Linked DNA regions of Mus musculus: all the other regions are linked to region 3. Evidence: chromatin contacts called from public ChIA-PET and HiChIP or PLAC-seq data. All regions are on one chromosome and are shown on one strand. Each heading gives the region's core, a stretch centred on a gene start, on an enhancer-like site or on the middle of the called end of the contact. The rest is flanking DNA. Distances are from core to core; before and after follow the strand shown. Region 1 holds the start of Polr2f (polymerase (RNA) II (DNA directed) polypeptide F). Region 2 holds the start of Gcat (glycine C-acetyltransferase (2-amino-3-ketobutyrate-coenzyme A ligase)). Region 3 holds the start of Cbx6 (chromobox 6).

Region 1 (2,822 bases), core at 260-2,759, 690 kb after region 3:
GGCTTGCACCACCCCCAGCTTCACTAAGGATCTTTACAATGCTGAACCCTTCCCCTGGACAGCCAGCATACCTGGCTCCTCCCTCCTGCCTCCCACTCTGGGGGAGGGGATGCTTTTCTGGGTTCTCTTCCCCCCAAGTCACTCACTCACCATCTCTTCTCTGGTGGCAATCACTGCCCTGGTCAACGCCGTCATCTCTGCTTTCATTGCATTTTTGACTGTATTTTGTATGCTTGTTTTGAAGTCAATCTTACTGCACAGTATGTAACTCAGGCTGGCCTGAGACTCACTATGTTGACATCTAGTTCAGGACAATTCCCCTGCAGTAGCCTCCCAAGTGCTAGGATTACAGGTGTGAACCACCACGCCCAGACTCTGAATTCTGACTGATCTATCAGGACTACCATAGTTCATCTTCTCTCTTGATTAACATATACAGCGTATCAAGAAATCCTTTAGGTTCTATCTTTAAAATATATCAGGATCCAGGCATGGTGGCGCACGCCTGTAATCCAGTGCTCAGGAGGTGAAAGCAGGCAGATCTCTGTAAGTTTGAGGACAGCCAAATCTACACAGTGACTTCCAGACACAGCTAGGACTATGTTGAAAGACTCTGTCTCAGGAAAAAAAAAAAAAAAAAAGAACAAAAATCACCTGGAAAGCAGAGGTAGATGAATCTCTATGTTCGAACCACCTGATATAAGGTTATATTTGGTCTCCAAATAAATAAAATAAAAATATGTCCAGCCGGGTGGTGGTGGCGCACGCCTTTAATCCCAGCACTTGGGGAGGCAGAGGTGGGTGAATTCCTGAGTTCAGCCTGATCTACAAAAGTGAGTTCCAGGACAGCCTGGGCTATACAGAGAAACCCTGTCTCGGAAAAAAAAAAAAAAAATGTCCATAATCCAGCTGGGTCTGGTGGTTCATGCCAGATATATCAACACTTGGGAAGCTGAAGCAGAGGACTGTGTCGAATTCAAAGCCAGCCTTAGCTATATAGTGAATTCCCGGGCAGCCTGGGTTTCAGAGTGAGGCCTTGCCTCAAACAACACTAAACTTCATGCTCTCTAGAGTCTATCCCCACTTCTGCCACCTCTGCTACTATCACACCTAGCCCAAGCCCGCGTCTGCTCCCAGCCTTCCAGGCCATTCTCTGGGTTGCTTTTTCCTTCCTACTTCCACGACTACACAAGCTACACACCTCTGGCATTCCCTTCCAGAAAGAGAGCGCTCAGAGGACAGGGGCCACACGGACTGAACTCTCTGACCACTGTCCCCATTGCTCCGCGAGGTAGGAAGTTCTGAAGACTTCGCCCCACCAACCCAGCAGCTGGGCTAGCCTGTGCTCCAAGAGCCCTGCTCGCACCACGACCTCCCTCCTTCCGTGGCCCGTGCTCACTTGTCCTCGTTGTCTGACATGATGCCTTCTCCGCCCGGGGCGCAGAGCAGAGAACGCGCGCCTTTGCCCCTCGCCGCACCACGCGTAGTTTGCGCTTGCGCCGTGACCCAGGCGCAGTTACTTCCGGGAAGCAGCGGCCGACCAGACGCTAATGCGCGTGCGTGGAGGCGTGTCGCTAGTTACCATGGTAACAAGGAGCGATTAGTGAGGACGCTGACACTCTAGCTCCTTGGAGTTTCTCCGTGCGGAGGGCTCTGTCACGCCCAGGTCATCGCCTAAGGTGAGCGCTCCTCCCCGGACCGTCACGATAGGGACTGTGGTCACTGCGCTGTCCGGAGCCGAGGGGTCGGGCACCAGCTTCTCAGACTCCCAGGTTGCTCGTGATGAGAGGTCCGGATTGCGAAGCGTAACTAGGGCGAGTCATTGCTTCTCTCCCTCCTAGGGCCCTCCCATGGCTTCCCAGGAAAGGGTGGACTCGGTGACCAAAGGAACCGGGTTCCGCCGCTGCCGTAAGCAAGCAGGTTACACGCCGGGGACTTGTGAGCTGCTCAGAGGTCAGTGCATTAGGGGATCAACGACCCGAGCGGTGCGGTTTTTCCTTAAGAGCTTGGGATTCTGAAAGGTTCGGGGAAGAATCAAAGACCAGAGATGGAGAATTTTGGAATGGTTAGTTCATCTTTTACATGCACTTTCAATGAAGCCTATCTCCTCACTGCAGTGGGACCTTCACAGTACCAAATTCAATTCCCTTCACCAGGCTTAGACATTATACAGTCTTAGAGGTGTTTAGTGTCACCTTCTAAATGGTGAACACCACCAGGCAAAGAAACGTGCCTGTTTCTGCTCACAACTGTAGCTCCAGCCTCTGCTACATGAATGAGCATGTATGCACTTAATTATTCAACGACAAAAACCTAATGTGTGATTTGGATATTGTCCTAGGTACTAGGAATAGAGTGTTGAGAGGATTGCAAAGGACAACTCTTGCTCTCAGAAAACTGATAACACAGGAGGGTAACAAGAAAAATGAACAGGAGAAAATTATAGAGCTGAAGGTGTTGCTCAGTGACAGAGTATATTCTAGGCAGATGTGGAGTCTGGGTTTCAGCCCCAGCACACCATACACAAAAAAGTCTGTGTGTGTTACAGTTGGAGAGCTGGCTCAGTGGTTAGGAACATGTACTGCCCTTTGAAAGCTCATTCCCCAGCACCCATGTTAGCCAGTCACCAAAAAAGTGTGTGTGTCTTAGGCATATGTAATGGGAGGATTGCCTGAGCCCAAGAAAAGCTAGCCTAGATAATATAGTAAGAACCTATCCTTGAAATAAAATAAGGACTGGAAAGATGGCTCAGAGATTAAGAGCACTGGCTATTCTCAAGGACCCAAGTTCAATCCCCCACAACCATATCAGGTGGGTCAAAG
Region 2 (3,125 bases), core at 618-3,117, 800 kb after region 3:
TCTAAGGGGATCCCAGACCTTCCTCACATTTCTGCAGCCTCAGGACTATGATCATCTCGGTTTTCCTTTTCTTGATTGTCAAAGGGGCCTGGGTCCTCCAGTTCCAATGACCATACATCTGCTGCCATAGCACTGCATCTCCAGAGGGGTGTCCCAGAGACCTCAGCTATCCATGGCTTAAAAAGCTAATAAGGTGGGGCTGGAGAGATGGCTCATCGGTTAAGAGCACTGAGTGCTCTTCCAGAGGACCGGGGTTTAATTCCCAGCACGTACACGACAGCTCACAAATGTCTTTAACTCCAATATCTGACACCCTCACAAAGACATACATGTAGACAAACACACCAATGCACATAAAGTAAAAGTAAACACATAGCCTACGAACTTGATTCTCCCAATGTCTCATCATTTGTGTGTGGTGTGAGTGCTGGGAATTGAACCCACAGCCTCATGTGAGCTGGGTAAGCGCTCTGCCACTGAGCCACATCCCCAACCTACTGATTATATATCTCTCTGAAATCACTCCGGGAGAGCTGTTTGGTCCGGCTGAAGGTATTGTTAGAAGACAAGAGGTTCATTTTATGGTTCTCTTTAGGGAAAGACAGGTACAGGCATGAGAACTTCTGCAGCCTTAGTCCCCTTACTTGCTTAAGACTTTAGCCTCATGGCTGGTGAGATGGCTCAGTGGGTAAGAGCACCCGACTGCTCTTCCGAAGGTCCAGAGTTCAAATCCCAGCAACCACATGGTGGCTCACAACCATCTGTAACAAAATCTGACTCCCTCTTCTGGAGTGTCTGAAGACAGCTACAGTGTATTTACATATAATAATAAATAAATCTTAAAAAAAAAAAGACTTTAGCCTCTTGGGAGGAAGCTGGTCTTCCACTCCAATATCCTGGGACACTGGAGCTGACCAGTGAAGGGTCTGGGGAAATCTACTTGTATTTCACCTTCTTCCTTTCTTATTTATTTATGTTTTTTGAGACAGGGTTTCTCTGTATAGACCTGAATGCTGGGATAACAGCATATTTCCTTTCCCTAAAAATTGGTCTCTCAAACCAGGCTTGGTGCTGTATGTCTTTGATCTCAGCAATTTGGATGCTGAGATCAATTTGGAGGCTGAGGCTAGCCTGGTCTACAGAGCAGGTTCCAGGACAGCCAGGACTACACAGAGAAACCCTGTCTCAAAAAACCAAGGGGGGGGGGGGGAATGGTCCCTCTTGCATACAGATGCCATCATGAGTAAAGGTGCAGCAACTGGAGCCCTTCACACACATCTGCTCAAGGAAAGTTTTGTTCCAGTCACTCCTCCTGGAAACTAGGTGTAGGGAGCTGAGGCAGCTGGATATCGCTCTCTTTTTCTCATAGGGTGGGGTCTCAGTGCAGCCTAGCTCTCTCACCCAAAAGGTGCTGACGGATTAAAATCACCTCCCTCCTTTGAAACAGGTTTAAACAGGTGGAGTTAACACAAGGAGGCCATAGTGTGCCCCAGACAGACCAGCAGCTAAGAGTGCACGTGCCTCTCCCACACCCACCCTAGGGCCTCCATTCACATGCAAGCCTTGGAAGGGCTCTTGGCCTCCTGACCAGGTACGAGGACTCTCAGGAGGGGAAGTTACCTCCCGAGATGCCGTCCACGCGGATGCTCGGTCCCTGGCGGGACGTGATCACACGCTCACTCTTCCAGGTGCCGGCTCCGCGGATCCCTTCCAGTTCGCTGTCCAGGATGCAGCGCAACTGAGCCAGCGCTGAATGTGCGCGGCGGCCAGGGGACAGCGCCCCGTGCCACATGAAGCTGGCCCACATCGCGCCCACAGGCTAAAGTGCGCTGGCCAGCCTGAAGTCTAGTGCTCCCCGTCACGTGACGTGGGCAGGGCCCCGGCAGCAAATCAGAACAACAGGAGCTCACTTTAAAAGGATGGGAGACTCCACCCGCGGGCGGAGCCTGACAGCGTCGGCCCGCCAAGAAAGGATTGATTTGTAAGTCGACACCCGGGAGGTCCGCGATGGGGAAGCTGAGTAGGCGGAGAAAGCGACTTCAACGCCTCTCCTCCCGAGACCTTGCCTACACACCTACCTCTCCCGAAGACCCACCTACGTGCCCAGCTGACCCTCCTGTTGGAGCGTCCCTGTCACTCCAAAGCTTTGCTATTCTCTGGCGCGAACGTGGCGTCCCCACATTGCCCGTCAGATCGCTCCTCTCTCCTCCAGTTAAAGAAAAACGCACCACTCAGATTTTTTCCTTTCCAGTTTTATTTTAAAGTTTTAAAATTACAACCACAGTAATTTCTCCCGGGCACTAGTTACACTTGTTTAAAAAGGGGTGGGGTAGGGTGCGCGAGTTTCTAATTTTATTAAAATAAGAGAAAGACAACTGTACAGATTTTTTTCTCCCAGCTCCCGAAGTGAGACTAAGTCCTAGTCTTAGATATGGATATATACATATACACACATGCACACAATCCTGCCTCTCTAAAGCTACCTAGCAAATTCGAATCAACTGGAGTATGTCTTACAGTCCACTCCCTGCCTCTCCCCCTCCTCCGCTACTTAGAAAAAAAACTCAAAGAGTAAAAGAGGTTGGAGGGTTTTAAGTGGCAGCTGGTAGACCTGAAGCGGCACCAAGCAAAGCCACATCTTACACAGGAAAGGGAAGAAAGGAAACGTACAAAGTCCTGCTAGGACGCAATCCATCAATCGTGTGGAAAAAACCCAAGTTTCCATAGGCACACTGAGGCACTTGGCTGATTACCCACCCCTCCCCCTAAGTCCACTCGCATTTAACCAGAGACTACTGAAAAAGACCCCTCCTTCCCAATGGCTAGATCCTGGTTGTGAGAAGCTATGGCTTCTCTAACCAGCTGTCACTTGGACCCCTTTGCCCCTTTAGACAATGGGGAGGCACTAGGGCAGAAGAGAAAAAGCAACCAGGTCTCCAACTTACCACCGTTGGTAGGGCAGCCCCAGGGAATTTTCCCTCCCTCCTTGGCCAGCTAGGTGGGGTGTCACCTGCTCCCCATCAAAGGTTTTGAAAAGCTCACGAGGGACAAGCAGTCTAAGAAAGTCTTGGAAGACAAACCTTAGTTCCTGGGTCCCCTCACCTAGCCAGAACTTTGCCAGTTCC
Region 3 (2,769 bases), core at 155-2,654:
CATATCTGCAGGCGTGCAGGGATGGAAAGCTGAGATTTTCATCAGTGAATTTGCACCTTCAAGAAATGGTGCAATCGCGGGGAGACTTGTACAACCCTGTGCCCCCACCCCATTCTAATAAGCCAATCATGAAATCAAAAGATAATCCTGACCCTTACAAATCCCCACCCCTCCTCCAGCCCAGCCCTAGACAACAGGTGAACAGAGCAAAATCAGTGTTAATGTCCAATCAATATCATTAAGGGAGGATAGCATCTCCAGTGTGAATAGTACAACCCTATAGTGCTTAAACATTTAAATAGATAGAACATGTGTGCCTGTGTTCTCCAAGTAGGTGATGTATCTATGCATATTCATGCAGGCCCGAGTTTAGGGAAAGAACTGGGCTAGAGGACCCCAATGACTTAATACAGGTTATGAATTGCTCCTTCCCTTTCGTTTCCTTATTTATATGTGGTTAATTTTTTTTTCTTTTTGCAAAGAACAAGACCACTGGCCTAATGGAAACTCCGATTAAATAATTTTTCAATGTGTGTTTCCAGCGAGGTGGGCTACATCCAAGAGGGAAAGTTCCAGATCCCACTTGCGCCTCCCAGGAGCAATGGCGGAGTCATTCCTGCAGCTGTGGTTTGTAGAATTATGCTGTGGCCTGCGGCCTGAAAATCCCAATACAGATTTGACCATGAAGGCGGGTTCTGCTGAGTGACCCAAAGAAAGACTGCTTTGGACTCAATCTGGGATGCCCTGCGGTTCTCTTTTGAGACCTCTCTCTCTTTGGTTTATAAACACACTCGCCAAGGTCTACTTGTAGGTGTTGAGACCATGGTCGCAGGCCTGGGTCACCTCTGCAGTCACCCCCCCCCCCCCGCCGCCCCCTTCCTGCTGTGGCGTTTTTGTTTTAACTTATCTGAACCGGTTACAAAACCACACTCCCACGAATACATAAATAATGGATGGGGTGATGTGTTAAAGAAATCCCCACAAGGCCTGGCAAAGCTGCAGTGAATGCATTTCTGCTGTATCATATTTAACTGTTTGCAAACGTCTGCAGGAGGATGCACAGCGCCTAGAGACTCCTGGGCCTATCGCATCTCTCTGTCGAGGGCCTGGCAATTCTGGCATGAGGAGTTACAAGGAGGGTAGGAGGTGGCAGGGATCCTGGGCCTGCAGGATGAAGTGGGACAATGTAGGATTGCACTGCACCTCACTCGGCTTGGCAGCAGCCAAGCATCCATCGGTCTCCCGCCAGGACTGCGGGGGAGAGGACAGGCCCCTTTAAGAGCCTTCGCGCGCCCCCGCCCCGCGAGCGCTCATTTTCCCTAGCAACCGCCCCGGGGGAGGGGGAGGCCCTGGCAACGGCGCTCAGGCCCGGAGCATCACGTGACGGCCCGCAGCTGGAACGCGAGCGCGCGCCCCGCCGAGCGCCCGCCCGCCGGGGGCCTGAGCGCTGGGGCGCGTGCGCGAGCGGTGCAGCACCGGCCGCGGGAGCAGGGAGTATTATGGGCTGTGGGTGCCGCTGAGCAAGATGGAGCTGTCTGCAGTAGGCGAGCGGGTCTTCGCGGCCGAATCCATCATTAAACGCCGGATCCGCAAGGTGAGCCCTCGGCCGGGACAGCCCTGTGTTCCCCGCGGTGGTGTCGGAGCCCGCGGGGCCCTCGGGGTGCAGTGGTCCGGCTAGCCGGGTTCCCTCAGCCACCCCCGCGCCGCCGCCTCCTCGCGTCCCTGCATCTTCCCCACCCCCACCCCCTATTTTTTTTTTTTTCCTTTCTGTTTTTCAGGGACGCATCGAGTACCTGGTGAAATGGAAAGGGTGGGCGATCAAGTGAGTGTCGTGGGTCGTTGGCATGGGGACTGGGGAGGCGGCAAGAAGACACCTGGGCCTTGGATAGGGGGTGCGTGCTTGAGCCCTCGCGGTGTGCCCCTGCCCCTTGGGTTTTCATTTTGCTCTTCTGTACGCGTGACTCGGCAGGTACAGCACTTGGGAGCCAGAGGAGAACATTCTGGATTCGAGGCTCATCGCAGCCTTCGAGCAGAAGTGAGTTGGAGAAGCTGGCAGGCGCGGTGGGGCGCCGCGCAGGGAAGCGGGAAAGGCGGGCAGGGTCGGGGAGTGGGGCCCAGGAAGGGACCCTTTTTCATCTTTGGCGTTTCTTGACTACAGGGAAAGGGAACGTGAGCTGTATGGGCCCAAGAAGAGGGGACCTAAACCCAAAACTTTCCTCCTAAAGGTAACCTGGCCCAGCCCCAGCAGCCCCCGCTCGGGCCCCCAGCCAGGGCGCAGCACAGGGCCGGCCTGCAAGGGAGGGACAGATCCGCCGCTGCCTAGGCGGGCAGGCTTTTCCAGAGGGGCCCCAGCTGGGCAGGGGGTGGTTGTGAGTCCCTGACAAGTCCCTGGCAGCGGGCCGTAGCCAGCCCAGCCAGAGGGGCCTGGGAGTGGGGTAATCAGGGATGAAACCAGGAACTGGGGGTGGGGGATCGACTGTGCTCCAGGAAGCGGGTGAGTGAAGCAGGTGGGGCATACTCAGGGGAGGAGGTGACTGGGAAGTTCTTTTCGCTAGTGAGACCCTTCATCTCCTCCAGCCTTGAACACACTGGCCTGTTTTGTGATTTAGAGTCTTGGAGCTGTTGAGTATAGATAGGCTTACCTCCTGGCAAAACACTGGCCTCCCATGCCCTATAACTGCCCACCTCCTTTGGAGTGTATTCTGTACCTTCTCCCATAGCACTTGGGGGCCCGGCTTGAATTTGACCTTAAATTACTTCAACCTGAAT

What was found. ChIA-PET counts read pairs in DNA pulled down with a chosen protein or histone mark. HiChIP or PLAC-seq counts read pairs in DNA pulled down with a chosen protein or histone mark.
Region 1: a contact with region 3 is called in an RNA polymerase II ChIA-PET map of memory CD8 T cells, with 7 read pairs. The contact joins the promoter of Polr2f here to the promoter of Cbx6 in region 3. A contact is called at or near these places in 2 of 115 datasets of contacts at active chromatin or transcription factors (memory CD8 T cells and pancreatic cancer cells).
Region 2: a contact with region 3 is called in a FOXA1 HiChIP or PLAC-seq map of pancreatic cancer cells. The contact joins the promoter of Gcat here to the promoter of Cbx6 in region 3. A contact is called at or near these places in 2 of 115 datasets of contacts at active chromatin or transcription factors (bone marrow-derived macrophages and pancreatic cancer cells).

The regions. Positions count from the first base shown.
Region 1 is chr15:79,140,012-79,142,833 of GRCm38.p6, reverse strand. It overlaps Polr2f (polymerase (RNA) II (DNA directed) polypeptide F), which reads right to left and starts at 1,509. Exons shown (of 5, transcript NM_027231.2): 1 at 1,400-1,509. The coding sequence starts at 1,419. 1700088E04Rik (RIKEN cDNA 1700088E04 gene) reads left to right here and starts at 1,583. Exons shown (of 7, transcript NM_138581.2): 1 at 1,583-1,679; 2 at 1,842-1,953. The coding sequence starts at 1,851.
Region 2 is chr15:79,029,616-79,032,740 of GRCm38.p6, reverse strand. It overlaps Gcat (glycine C-acetyltransferase (2-amino-3-ketobutyrate-coenzyme A ligase)), which reads right to left and starts at 1,867. Exons shown (of 9, transcript NM_013847.4): 1 at 1,621-1,867. The coding sequence starts at 1,807. It overlaps H1f0 (H1.0 linker histone), which reads right to left. Exons shown (of 1, transcript NM_008197.3): 1 at 2,237-3,125.
Region 3 is chr15:79,832,968-79,835,736 of GRCm38.p6, reverse strand. It overlaps Cbx6 (chromobox 6), which reads left to right and starts at 1,404. Exons shown (of 5, transcript NM_028763.3): 1 at 1,404-1,594; 2 at 1,779-1,822; 3 at 1,970-2,035; 4 at 2,159-2,225. The coding sequence starts at 1,526. It overlaps Npcd (neuronal pentraxin chromo domain), which reads left to right and starts at 1,404. Exons shown (of 9, transcript NM_001013362.2): 1 at 1,404-1,594; 2 at 1,779-1,822; 3 at 1,970-2,035; 4 at 2,159-2,225. The coding sequence starts at 1,526.